Regions from separate parts of the Triticum aestivum genome. Here region 2 is linked to region 1. A link is a contact called in public Hi-C data. All regions are on one chromosome and are shown on one strand. Each heading gives the region's core, a stretch centred on a gene start, on an enhancer-like site or on the middle of the called end of the contact. The rest is flanking DNA. Distances are from core to core; before and after follow the strand shown.

Region 1 (7,640 bases), core at 4,199-6,698:
TTCATGCAGAAATATAGAAAACATAGGATTGAGATGTTATAACTCTCTACCATCTTACACACAAAGGAACACAAAGGATTCCAGAAGAACCAGTCCATGCCTACTCGTCGAAAGATTTCACCCCTCATTCTTGGCGTGAAAACTACTCCATCCTCTCAAAATATAAGGCGCGCTTTGACTTTTCTAGTCTTCTTGTACAACTTTGACTATGATTTTCAATTATTGTATGTCCACTAAATTAATATAAATATTCATGAAATAAGTATGTTCTGCAAGACAACTGCGACTTTACCACTTATACATATCCAATCCATGCATTTTTATATGTATTAATGGTTAAAGTTCTGCATCAAAGGTCGTGCAAAGTCAAACACGCATTACACTTTGGGAAGAAGGGAGTACAATTAATCTCATCCACATTGTTTGTGGTCCACGGAGACTTGTGAATATGTGCAAACATGACTCTTAAGATGCTCTACATAAATTTTGCAACTATATGAAGATAAGATTGTTCATGTTAGGTCCAAAGAAAAGAAACTTGTTAGGTCTACCATCTTGTTGGGAACCCTAGAAAATTAGGACGTAATACATTGGTTAACATAATCATTTGCAATTGCATTCGTACCAAGTGTATCCAACTCTCCATAGAAAAGAATCTATGAATCAGAATGACCATGGGTTTTGCTGCGCTGGGTCTTGCATCCAATGATATGAACACTAACTGTGGACAATACATTCATCGATGCAACCACTCCAACAAAGAGATTGTGCTGCTTAAGCTGGATTTTGAGAATACATTTGACATGCTTAGTCATGACACTATTATGGACATTATGCCAGCTGAAGGATTTCTGACTAAATGGATCCAGTGGATCAATTTGTTCTATTGTACAAGCTACTCATCTATTTGTCATGACTGATGGTCTGCTGCAAACTATGCTCAACGAGGCCATGCAGAATTCTTTGATCCAACCATCCATCCATCATGTCTCTTGTCTAGACTTCCCTGTGATACAATATGCAGATGATATCATTCTTGTGTTGCTTGTTGTTTCTTCTCAACTGCTTCATATCAAGAACCTCCTGCTTCACTTTGTTGCATACACTGGTCTTAGGACAACTACTCCAAATCCACTTTGGTATCCATTAATACCCCCAGCCTCTTATGCCCAATCTTTCCTCAATCACGGGCTACCAGATTGGTCAATTGCCACTATCTTATTTTGGTCTCCCATTGAGCCTTTCAAAGCCAAAGATTGAAGATCTTACCCCCAATGCTCAATAGGATTGCCACAAGACTCAGTGGATGTGCTACTCTACTATAATTTGGAGATAAATTCACTTTGATTAAATCAGTCTTCTCCAGCATGCCAATTTTCTTCAAGTGCTCCCTTGCTACCCCCAAGACAATGGTGCACCAAATTAATTCCTACCTTAAACACGGCTTTTTATAGAAAATATGGTTTTGGGGAGAAAGGCGTGGCTCTGATTTCATGGGATAAAGCTTGTCTACCAAAATCTCATGGTGGTCTTGGCATATTGGATATCACCACTCATAACCAGGCCCTTCTGACGTAATGTCTGCATAACTTTATGAACAAAGAAGACACCCTGTGGGTAAATATTATCTGGGATATCACTTCAGCAAGTCCATGGACTTGATAACTTGGTAGATCTTTTTCATAGATCTTTGTCTATCTAGTATCATCAACAGGTCCTACTCCTCGGTACTGCTATGCATAATAGAGGATATATGTTTGTGCAGTACAAATGGACCTACACTTGGAGCTCGACTAAATATTCCTCCCTTAAGATGTACAAAGCTATGATAGGCCCAAGCCATGTTTCACAAGGTCCTTAAATTGTTCTTGAAATGCTCTGCACAACTCAGACATAAGATATTGTTCTGGCCTCTGCTCTATGACAAACTTGACACGAGGAATTTACTCCATAGAAAATCTATGTACCTAGAGAGTTATGTATGTGCTCTTTGCAATTACCATACTGAAGAAACCCTCACTCACCTCTTCTGGGATTGTGCTTTTGCCAGGGAATGTTGGAGCCACATTATTCCATTCAAGAAACATGACATCTCCAGTTATGATGAAATCTGATTATCCTTTACTGAGATTGCTATGGACATTATACTCACGAGCTGTTGGGGTACTTGGTCTATCGAAAATGGATAGATTTTCAGACAAGTTGCCCCTTATATTCCTACTTGTTTTCACTATCTGAAGGAAGGTCTCTCTCTTTTTGTGGGTGTTTTTTTTTGCAGGTGCTGAAGGAAGGTCTCTCGGCTACTATTATCAGAGCTAAACTATTAAACGCACAAAAATTATAGTCATGGGACAGATAATCACTTATAGTTTGCTTATATTTCCAAAAACTGGCACTGGCTGATTGCCCCCCTTTGTAATATTTTTTGTACATGTTTATCATTTATAAAAAGATAAACCCATAGAACTATTTTTGTATGGTTCAGGGTTCAAAAAGACAATCATATGTATGTTTGGACTAGCATTTTTGGTCGACTTGGAGATGGGGAATTTTCCATTTGACTTTAGTAGATCCAGTTAAGATTTTTTTTAATCCTCTTATGGTTATACAAAATCTTGGTGTTTGAATCGAATTGTTCTTAGCTATGATTTTGAAAAAGGCAAGCAAAAATAATACGGATGTACAAAAGTCAATTGTCACTCCCATAGTCTCATACTCCCCGGAAGCGGCCCTCCTCGCATGAATATTCAGGGCCCCTCTTCTATTGTAGCCGCCGAAAACTCTCGTTTTTCTTTCTTTCATCAAATATGACAGCCGAAAAGTTTTTGGCCGCAACTTTGCGTTTGTTTGCTCATGCCGCAACTGGGCAGACATGGAAAAGGGTCCCGCTTTTCTCGGGAATTAGTTCTTTATATAATCGTGAGCACATCAGACAAGAGTGTTTTCATCCAGTGGGCGGATCTTCTCCCGATATGTTAATTCGGCAAAAGTCACGGCTGCTAAGGTGCCACACCATCGCCGTGCTTATTTTTACCCTTGTGGTAAAAACGGCTGTGCAATTCAGAGATGATGCCGCAGAACTTACAAACGAACAGTATTAGCGAGGTAAAAGAAACGGCATTTGAGAAGCAACACCAGCCGCACGTCCCGTACGGTGCTGAGTCAGGAGCCCGCATTTACGGCCGGATCTGCCGACCGCTGAAGCCCTGTGCTCCATTCACCCATACACAGGCTAGCTGAGCTGACAGGTTCACAGACTACTACTGTGCTAGAGATCTGAATCAGAGCAGAGCTGCCTCTGGGGTCGCTGGTTCCATCAGGGCTTGTGGCTGGCACTGAAGGGACGGTCCGTTTCCTCTCTGCAATGCATTCATGAACAGAGGGCGACACTGGAGAAAATCCCAACTAGTTGCAAGTTGCAGATGTCTGTCTATGGCTATCCAGGCCACTTGGATTTCCTTGTTCGAAAAGGGGAAAACAACCACTTGGATTTTGGATGGATAACGGTAGCCATGTAAAGTGTTTTTGTCATTTGATAGTTGTGTGCGGCTGAATTCGATCGACCAAGGAAATGGAGTGTCTCAGACTGTCGAGCCAAAGGAACAACGGTCCCTGTGAATGGAAGGAAAAGTGCACCCCGGCAGAGCAGCAGCTTCGGGCTGTTTTGCTTACGTGCAAAACTGACCTGCCGCTCAAAAGACAAAGTAAAATGAGAACGCGTTCATTGTTTTTGAGATAGCTCACCACTCATGTCAAGTGGTAAAATGAGAACGCGTTATCATGAATATTCCCCAGAATAGAAATCTCCCTGCAGGTAAGCTAGACCTTTCACAATGGTCAGCATGTAATTTTGTATGCCATGGCTTTTTTTTCGTTTTAATAAAAATATATATTAAGCCATTGTTTTAGTTTATTTAACCTACTTTTTGGTTAATTAACAAAACCAGACCGTTTGATAACTGCTCGGAGCACTGAAGGGGAAGGATGTGCAATATACTGCAACACACATACCTGTAGTTCTTAACCGAATAACTGATAGTACAAAAAAAATGAATAATAAAGTGTGCCGATTATTTTGGGCCTAAGTATAACGTCCATGTGAGCGAAATCTCTTTTGCATCCCTGGAAGGTTAACCTGTTGCTATATTTCAGTGGCACAATCACCCTCCAATCACATGGTTGGCTGATTCTATTGTTTCCTGTGATTACTCTATACTTCATATGTTATGTTATGTTTTGTATAGGTAAGAAATACATCAGTAACAAGAGATGGAAAAAGAAAGTTACTAAACTGTTCCTTTGGCATGGTAGACATGTTCCCACTTTCTAAGTGGATTGCTTCAATAGCTCAGGGCATGTTATCATAATAATATACTCCCCCCGTTCCAAATTTTTTGTCTTAGATTTGTCTAGATACGGATATGCCTAATACTAAAACATGACTTGATACATCCGTCTCTAGACAAATCTAAGACAAGAATTTTGGGATAGAGGGAGTATAAAAATAACTCTATTGGTCTTTCTTTTTCTATACAATCATCGGGAGGAAAAACAGTCGGATCAAATGAATATGTGTACGTTCGGTTCAACATATATTTCCACCTCGACTCGTGATAACTGTGACTTGTATGGTACCTTCAAGATGGATCAACTTTTCAAACAAAACTATTGATTATAGGATCAGGGTCACTCCACCAAAATCGATGACAAAAGACACATAACAGCTGAGCTGGGCGGGCGGGCGGCCCATTCCCGCGCGGGATGCGTGTTTGGTCGCTATCCATCCCCCAACATACGCGCACACTAGGATGCCAAATCCACTAGAGGAGCCAACGCTCATTGGCGAGTGTGGTAGGACGGGTCTAGTTCGTGTCGCGCCATTGCGTTTGTTGTTTGCTGGCTGTAGTTTTTTGTTGTGCCTTTTTTTTGGTTTGTTCTTTCCGGTTTCATATTTTTTTGTTTGGTTTTCTTTCTGTGTTTTCTTTTTAATACATTGTGAACACTTCTTTAACATATGATGAGCATTTTTTGAATACACACCAATCTTTTTAATATTTACTAAACATTTTTAATAAACACTGAAGATTTTTCTAATATATGATGAACATTTTTAATATACGTTGACCATATTTTTAATATATACTGAACTTTTTTAAAAATTATACTGAACCCTCTCAAAGAAATTGTACTGAAAAATATGCTTTTTTGTTTTCTAATAGGGATTTGAATTATTTAGCTCCTTAAAAGAAAACCGTTTCTTTGTTTTTTGAGGGAAACTCGGTTTTTTTGTTGAGAGAAAAAAAGCGCTCGTGCCAGAATGGGCCGCCCCATTTCCCAGGAATGTAGCGCAATCTGTTTATTGGCCCGCCGACGTTTTTCTTCCGTTTCTGTTGCTACGAACTAAGGCCCACAACGCCCTAACAAAAACTGAGGCCCACAAACTAATGAGCCCCATGTGTCAGTGAGGAAGGCATGGCATAGGCACCACCCGCATCCAGCAAAGTCCCCTCGCCGCGCCGCCGCCTCCACCGCAGCTCCGCTTCTGATCTCTCCGCCGGTCCCCGAGACCTTCTCGCGCAGTCGGCCATGGCATCGCAGCAGCCATCCCTCGCCATCCTAGGTACGCTGCCTCCTCCCCTCACGGTGCTTTCCCCTAATCTTGCGCCCGTCTGACGTAACGCGCGACTGGGGGCCAACCGCAGTGCGCGAGCCCGACGGCTTCACGGTGTGGCCCGGCCCTCCCTACCCGCCTGGTTCCAGCCCGCCGCAGAGGCTCCCCAAGACGGCGTGCAGCGCCACGTCCTTCTCCAGCGACGGCTCCCGCCTCCTCGCGACGGTGGCCTCGGCCTCGGCTACCGTCTACGACTGCAGCTCGCTCTCCGTCATCAGGTCCTTCGACCTCCCAGGCCTCACCTCCGCGGCGCTCTCGCCCACTGGCTCGTACCTGCAGACCTTCCAGAAGTCGTCTTCGCCGCAGGTCAAAAATGTCACGGTCTGGCACGTTGACACCGCCACGGCGCTCTACCAGCACTACCAGAAGAACTTGTCTAAGGCCAATTGGTTCGTGCTACTAGAACTTTGGTGCTTAAATTATGATTCATGAACCTGGATGCTTAATTATACATGTACAACTTTTAATAGTGAGGCTGAACACTTCATATGATGGAGTGAAGTGCATCTGCAATTGTATCCTTTAGTTCATTGCAGGCATTTCATTGCTAAATAATTGCCCGTGGGTTGCAACGGGAGTCTAAACATTTTAGTAGTAGATGAGATTAAGCACTTATTTGGTAAGAATTTGTTGACTTACCAAAGAAAATATTATTTAGGAGAAAGATCAGATATGAGAGGAAAATTGCCATCTTATTGTTAAGCACTTGTTGACGTGCCAAAGAATATTACTATTTGGGAGAAAAATCAGAGATGGGAGGAACAAAATCAAACAGGAGAAGGGAAGGTGAGACCATATATAGTGAGGTTGGACGAAGGAGAGGTTCGACAAAAGAGAGGGTGAAACAGGAACCTTACGTTCTTTTTAAAGTACTAGAACAATGCCCGTGTGTTGCAATGCGGTATAAATATTCTAGTACGTTAAATTGTGATTTACCTTCCCATAATATGCGATTGTGTAAATAAATGTTCATCAAATTCTACCCGTGATTTACCTTATATGTTGATCATTAGTGATTTACCTGCCCATAATATGTGATTTTGTAAATAAATGTTCATCAAATTCTGCCCGTGATTTGCCTTACATTTTGATTAGAAATTTGATAAGTAAATTAAAGTGAAATTGGTTTACAAGGTAAGTAAATTAAGGTGATTCATTATTATACGGGGAAGGTTGGACGAAGGGGTGGTGGGAAGAAAAGTGAAACGGGAACCTTACATTCTTTTTAAGTAGTAGATAAAAGTAAATATAATATAATATAATATAATATAATATAATATATATATATAGAGAGAGAGATAGAGATAAAAATACAATAGATGTATATGAATGTTCCAAAGCTGCATATACACATAAATATCTCCTATCACCCTTTGTAATGTTTGAAATCACTACTGAATAGGTACGACTATCCTAGATTTGTGGTGCTATTGTTTTAACTTCTAAGACATCCATACCTAGTGTAGTTCAACAAATATTGATTCACACCCGGGGTAATGATTCCAACTAGTCAGGCCTTGGATGCTTCAAAATTTGCATAACTCTTGTTTCTAGGGTGCTACGTAATCTAAACGGACTGTACACCTAAGACCGCTAATTTAATTTAGCCATAGTTTGGAATGGGTGACGAGATGCATAAAGCTTACTGGTGCATGACATGTTGATTAAATTCATAGGCCAATGGTTCAATTTTCTGCGGACGAGTCAGTCGCTTGTCGGATGGCGACCAACGAGATGCAGTTCTTTGACACAAATGATTTCACTAAAGGGATTGTGTACAAGGTAAGATTACCAGGCATAGCTGCATTGCAGCTAGCAAGTGCTCCAGGATCTCATGTTGCTGGATTTGTCCCAGAGGCAAAGGTATGACTTACTTGCTTTTGACTTTTGCAGTGTTTCTACAGTGAATTAATTTCACAAACTCAATGGTTTTGCTATCTTTCTCCTTCCTTTTTTCTTGTAAGTAGGG
Region 2 (7,015 bases), core at 3,342-5,841, 360 kb before region 1:
TATGTTTCCTAACCATGAACAAGGAGTTGTTATTTGATTAACGGGATCACATCATTAAGTGAATGATCTGATTGACATGAGCCATTCCATTAGCTTAGCACCCGATCGTTTAGTATGTTGCTATTGCTTTCTTCATGACTTATACATGTTCCTATGACTATGAGATTATGCAACTCCCGTTTACTAGAGGAACACTTTCTGTGCTACCAAACGTCACAACGTAACTGGGTGATTATAAAGGAGCTCTACAGGTGTCTCCAAAGGTACATGTTGGGTTGGCGTATTTCGAGATTAGGATTTGTCACTCTGATTGTCGGAGAGGTATCTCTGGGCCCTCTCGGTAATGCACATCACTTAAGCCTTGCAAGCATTGTAACTAATGAGTTAGTTGCGGGATGATGTATTACAGAACGAGTAAAGAGACTTGCCGGTAACGAGATTGAACTAGGTATTGGAATACCGACGATCGAATCTCGGGCAAGTAACATACCGATGACAAAGGGAACAATGTATGTTGTTATGCGGTCTGACCGATAAAGATCTTCGTAGAATATGTAGGAGCCAATATGAGCATCCAGGTTCCGCTATTGGTTATTGACCGGAGACGTGTCTCGGTCATGTCTACATTGTTCTCGAACCCATAGGGTCCGCACGCTTAAGGTTACGATGACAGTTATATTATGAGTTTATGCATTTTGATGTACCGAAGGTTGTTCGGAGTCCCGGATGTGATCACGGACATGATGAGGAGTCTCGAAATGGTCGAGACATAAAGATTGATATATTGGAAGCCTATGTTTGGATATCGGAAGTGTTCCGGGTGAAATCGGGATTTTACTGGAGTACCAGGAGGTTATCGGAACCCCCCGGGAGCTATATGGGACTTAATGGGCCTTAGTGGAAGAAGAGGAGAGGCAGCCAGGGCTGGGCCGCGCGCCCCTCCCCCCTAGTCCGAATAGGACAAGGAGAGAGGGGGCCGGCGCCCTCCTCCTTCTCTCTCTCTCTCTTTCCCACCTCGCGAATCTTATTCCAACTAGGATTGGGGGAGAAGTCCTACTCCCGGAGGGAGTAGGACTCCTCCTGGCGCGCCCTATGATGGCCGGCCGGCCTTCCCCTCTTGAGCCTTTATATACGGAGGCAGGGGCACCCCAGAGACACAAGTTGATCCACGTGATCTTATTCTTAGCCGTGTGCGGCGCCCCCTGCCACCATAGTCCTCAATAATATTGCAGCGGTGCTTAGGCGAAGCCCTGCGACAGTAGTACATCAAGATCGTCACCACGCCGTCGTGCTGACGGAACTCTTCCCCGACACTTTGCTGGATCGGAGTCCAGGGATCGTCATCGAGCTGAACGTGTGCTAAAACTCGGAGGTGCTGTAGTTTCGGTGCTTGATCGGTCGGGCCGTGAAGACGTACGACTACATCAACCAAACGCTTCCGTTGTCGATCTACAAGGGTACGTAGATCACACTCTTCCCTCGTTGCTATGCATCACCATGATCTTGCGTGTGCATAGAATTTTTTTGAAATTACTACGTTACCCAGCATGGTACACCCAAAGCATTCCTACGGTATCCGGGAGTTGCACAATCTCATGGTCTAAGGAAATGATACTTGACATTAGAAAAGCTTTAGCATACAAACTACACGATCTTGTGTTAGGCTTAGGATTGAGTCTTGTCCATCACATCATTCTCCTAATGATGTGATCCCGTCATCAACGACATCCAATGTCCATGGTCAGGAAACCGTAACCATCTATTGATCAACGAGCTAGTCAACTAGAGGCTTACTAGGGACATGGTGTTGTCTATGTATCCACACATGTATCTGAGTTTTCCTATCAATACAATTCTAGCATGGATAATAAACGATTATCATGAACAAGCAAATATAATAATAACTAATTTATTATTGCCTCTAGGGCATATTTCCAACAACTTGAGCGTAGATCTTCCCGGCAATGGCGTCATAAATCCTTCTTGCTACCTCTTGAGCATGCGTTGGTTTTCCCTTGAAGAGGAAATGGTGATGCAGCAAAGTAGCATAAGTATTTCCCTCAGTTTTTGAGAACCAAGGTATCAATCCAGTAGGAGATAACACGCAAGTTACCTAGTACCTGCACAAACAATCAAGAACCTTGCAACCAACGCGATAAAGGGGTTGTCAATCCCTTCACGGTCACTCGTAGAAGTGAGATCTGATAAAGATAATAAGATAAATATTTTTGATATTTTTGTTGTATAGATTGGAAAGTAAAGATTGCAAAATAGCAAATGAGATGCAATGTAAATAAAAAGAGATGCACTATAATAAGAAAGAGACCCGGGGGCCATAGGTTTCACTAGTGGCTTCTCTCATGATAGCATGTATTACGGTGGGTGAACAAATTACTGCCGGGCAATTGATAAAAGAGCACATAGTTATGAGAATATCTAGGCAATGATTATGAATATAGGCATCACGTCCGTGTTAAGTAGACCGAAACGATTCTACATCTACTACTATTACTCCACACATCGCCCGCTATCCAACATGCATCTAGAGTATTAGCTTCATAACAATAGAGTAACGCTTTAAGCAAGATGACATGATGTAGAGGGATAAACTCAAGCAATATGATATAGACCCCATCTTTTCATCCTCGATGGCAACAGTACAATACGTGCCTTGCTGCCCCTACTATCACTGGGAAAGGACACCGCAAGATTGAACCCAAAGCTAAACACTTCTCCCATTGCAAGAAAGATCAATCTAGTGGGCCAAACTAAACCGATAATTCAAAGAGACTTGCAAAGATATCAAATCATGCATATAAAAATTCAGAGAAGAACCAAATATTATTCATAGATAAACTTGATCATAAATCCACAATTCATCGGATCTCGACAAACACCGCAAAAAGTATTACATCGAATAGATCTCCAAGAACATCGAGGAGAACTTTGTATTGAGAACCAAAGAGAGAGCAGAAGCCATCTAACTAATAACTATGGACCCGAAGGTCTGTGGTAAACTACTCACACATCAGCAGAAAGGCTATGATGTTGATGTAGAAGCCCTCCGTGATCGATTCCCCCTCCGGCAGATCGCCGGAAAAGGCCTCAGATGGGATCTCACGCGTGCGGAAGGTTGCGGCGGTGGAAAGGTGGTTCCGTGGCTTCCCCTGATGTTTTTAGGGTATAAGAGTATATATAGGCGAAAGAAATACGTCGGTGGAGCTCCGTGGGGCCCACAAGGGTGGGGGACTCGCCCTCCTATCTCGTGGCCGCCTCGCGGACTTCCAGACTTCCACTCCAATTCTCCTGTTTTGCGTTTGTTCCAAGAAAGATCCTCGCGAAGGTTTCGTTCCGTTTGAATTTCGTTTGATATTCCTTTTCTGCGAAACACTAAAATAGAAAAAAAAAACAGAAACTGGCACTGGGCCTCCGGTTAATAGGTTAGTCCCCCAAAAATATAAAAAAACATATTAAAGCCCATTAAATATCCAAAACAGATAATATAATAGCATGGAACAATAAAAAATTATAGATACGCTGGAGACGTATCATAACCATTGAGACGATTTAATAAAGCTTTGCGAGATTGTCTAAAAAAGCTTAGATATTATCCTCGTCTTTTTTGCCCCCTTTTTTAATTTCATGGAAAAAGTATAAAAATAGGTTTTATTTTCAAAAAGTATTTAAAATGTGCAATATTATTATTTTCAAAAGTTCCTTTTTGAAGGAAAAAGTACATGGTTTTAGAAAGCACTCATGATTTTTAGAAAATGTTCATGAATTTGAAAAATATTTTTAATTAAAAAACAAGTTTTTAAATGTTCATGAATTTGAAAAGATCTTCACAATTTCGAAAAATCTATTGTGAATTCAAAGTATATATATAATTAAGCTAAAACATGTTTGCTAATTCAAAAAATAACGAATTTGAATATGTGTTTTTGAATTAAAAAACATTCTTGAATTTGAAAATATCCCCAAATTTTAAGAATTCTCAAAATGTAAGAAATGTTTATGAGTTCAAAAATAATAGTTGATTTGATAAATATTCACTAATTAAAAAATGTCTCTGAATTTAAAAAATCTATTATATATTTTTAATTTAAAATAATGTTTCCTATTTTTAGGAATGTCTTCAACTTCTAACAATTAACTAATTTGAAAAAATATTCGTGATTTCCAAAAACGTTTGCATATAAAAACGCTAATGGATTTGCGAAATATTCACAAATTCAAAATTATTTGCGAACCTAACTATTTTTTTCAAAGTTTTAAAAATATACTCGAATTTTAAAATGGAAAATAGTAAAAAATCAGAAAGAATCACGGGGAATTCAATAAAAAGGAAAAAAGATAAAAAATGGAAACCTGTCCAGGGAAAGTTATAGGAATAGGACCTTCCCAAAACCGAAAACGGTGGGAACCGACGCAGGACTGGCCCAACGAGCTGGTCCAAAAACGCGTGGTTGGCAACCACCGCGTCATGCGTCCGCCGAAGTGGCGAACTAAAAATGTTTGTCTAGAAAAACAAAAAACTAAAAATGCGTTGGGCCGAGTAATGCTTCATCCAGCCCATTAAGCTTCCTAACCCACACGACTCCGGTCGAGAGCGAGTTCTGCCTTCAGTCCCACCGACCGCCGTCTCTCATCCCCCCACCCCGCGTCCAAAACCCTAGAAACCTCAGGGAAAGGAGGGCGCGTGTCTGGGTGGGCGGCAATGGAGAAGCTGGACGAGAGCAAGTTCGAGCAGCAGCTGCAGCTCTGGGCGCTCCGCATCCCCCGCGAGCTCGCCTCCGCCGTCACCCGCCTGCTTCGCTCCGGGTAACACCCGCCGCTCACTCTATAATCTAATGATCCCAGCTGGAGGATAGCACAGCATCTTGAGGGCTCCAAGTAGCCGTCGTGTTTAGCAGCAGTAGCCGTATCGGAGCAGTAGCGGAGAGCTGAATTTTCTTTGCCCCCCTGCTTCCAGGTCCCTACTGGACATGCCGCGGGTCAAGCCTGTAGTTGAGGACCCTGGGAGTGACAAGAACAGACTCGTGGTGCTGTCGGAGAAGATCCAGAACCCAGGTATGCCTTAACCACCACCTGGAACCAAGCAGATTTTTAAACTTGTGAGGTGCTTGTCTGTTGTTTGTTAGACTATAAAAATGACATCAAACCTGCTTCTGTGAATTGACCAAGAACTTCTAGTTACCGTCAAAGCTTCAATACTATAGCAAGTATTTCGACTTGTTAATTAATACCTAAAAGAAAATCGACTTGTTAAACCCGTTTGGTCGCCCATGTCTCCATTGCTACTGCTGTAACTTTGTTGCGCTTGTTGGGTTCTTGTTGTCAAACGAGAAACTTAAGGACATGTTTGGTTCCAGATTGGTAACTCTAACGTAAACGCAATGAGTTTACACTGTTAATGTAAACGTAATGGGCAAAAATCGAAATATGTTTGCTAACCTACTGTAACGGCAATAAATACCGGAGTTTGCAGTGTATGAGCTCATCTGCTGGACAGGTCGGAAAAAAAAAACTCATCTGCTGGAGGTGGCAGTGAAGTAGTGCGAGCAGGTGGAGCATGCGGTTGAGGGAGGAGGAGAATGAGTACGTAGAGGTCATACTCGACGTTAGTGGCGATGATGGGGTGGCCATACAGAGTTGAACGCTGGTGATATGGCTGCTGGCCCGAGGTGGTGAGAAGTCACCACCGGTGATGCCCGACACCGCGGCCTTTCATCAAGGCTGATGGCTGAGCTGAGGGCATCACGTTGTGGTCGAAGAGGGGCGCTGTGCCAGCTGAACAGGAGCATGACCGGCTGCCACTCGCAGGGCCTCGAATTCCTGAACCCCAGAGCGTGGTGATGCATGGCTGTCCAGAGGTGAGAATCGGTTCGAGCGCCTAGTCGCCGATGGCCTGATCCTCCAGTCACGCTTTGGCCATGGCGACATTGTTCGTGTGTGAGGAGATGGGAATATGGAGAGGAGATAGTTGTAGCCTGTAACGTTTTCTGTTACGGAGGATTTCTGGCGGAATCAGATTTGTATTGGGCTGGGAATTGATACCATGTTATTAGATTACAGAGCAACCGAACCAAACATGATATCACGGTATCTCTTAATAATGCTGTAATCAGATTACCTTACAAAAGCAGTAACCAAACATGTCCTAAATGTATTAACATTTCTCTTCTTTTATGCTTCCATCGAAGAATCTTACGTCCATTATATCTGGTATATGTAGATTTGTCCGACATTCCGGAGCAGGTTCACAATTCCTTGAAGCAACTGTGCAGCGTTGATGTTGTACCTTACATGTTGACTCTTGGTTATTCTTACTTTAGTGCTGGTAAGTTTCTCTTCTGTTCTAGGTCATCTGATACCTATAATTTTGTTGTGGTGTGCTCCTTAGTCGTGATCTATTGTGTTCCTGCATGTCATTTTTCTACAAGTGCAGATGGTAAATTAATTTTCTTATTAATTGAAATCAAGCACTTTTTGAACATTCTGGCTTGCTCATCAAGAATCAGGAATACTGCTAATAACCCTACTCTTTATAGTTTAGGATTTAATCTTGCAAGAGTTAATTTACCCAGTAAATGTGCTTCATGTCTTTGGTTAGATGCTTATCTTTTTATTTTGCGCAGACCATATTCTGAAGCAAATATTGCCTGAAGGAGTAGAGGTGCCCTCTTCTTTTGAAACAATTGTTAAGTATAATAAACTTTACTTCATGATGCTTCCTTTCTGTTGTTTCATTTTTTGTTTGATCTTGTTACTAATAGTGCTTTGTATGAATTTTGCAGGCCATGTTGCTCACTTAAACATACCTGATGACTTGCTAGCATACAAAGATGTCATAGCAAAGGTTATCTATGATGTAAGCCTGCTTGTCCTATTTTTATTCCTGAGTAATTCGCTCTTATACTAATTCCTACAATCAGGGACACTTAATTTGGAGCAAAGTGCTTATTCATGTACATGAACTACAGCTCGAATTTACCTCTGACTGTATAAGGACAAC

What was found. Hi-C and Micro-C count contacts between places; a contact is called where the count stands out from the background.
Region 2: a Hi-C map of leaf shows a contact between it and region 1, with 5 times the contacts expected there. The contact joins the promoter of LOC123127651 here to the promoter of LOC123127646 in region 1. A contact is called at or near these places in 1 of 5 Hi-C or Micro-C datasets (leaf) and 1 of 1 datasets of contacts at active chromatin or transcription factors (leaf).

Annotation. Positions count from the first base shown.
Region 1 is chr6A:400,495,602-400,503,241 of IWGSC CS RefSeq v2.1, reverse strand. LOC123127646 (eukaryotic translation initiation factor 2A) reads left to right here and starts at 5,448. Exons shown (of 13, transcript XM_044547410.1): 1 at 5,448-5,620; 2 at 5,703-6,060; 3 at 7,348-7,534; 4 at 7,639-7,640. The coding sequence starts at 5,587.
Region 2 is chr6A:400,854,941-400,861,955 of IWGSC CS RefSeq v2.1, reverse strand. LOC123127651 (tRNA (guanine(37)-N1)-methyltransferase) reads left to right here and starts at 4,591. Exons shown (of 12, transcript XM_044547415.1): 1 at 4,591-4,821; 2 at 4,973-5,070; 3 at 6,236-6,340; 4 at 6,639-6,701; 5 at 6,798-6,871. The coding sequence starts at 4,718.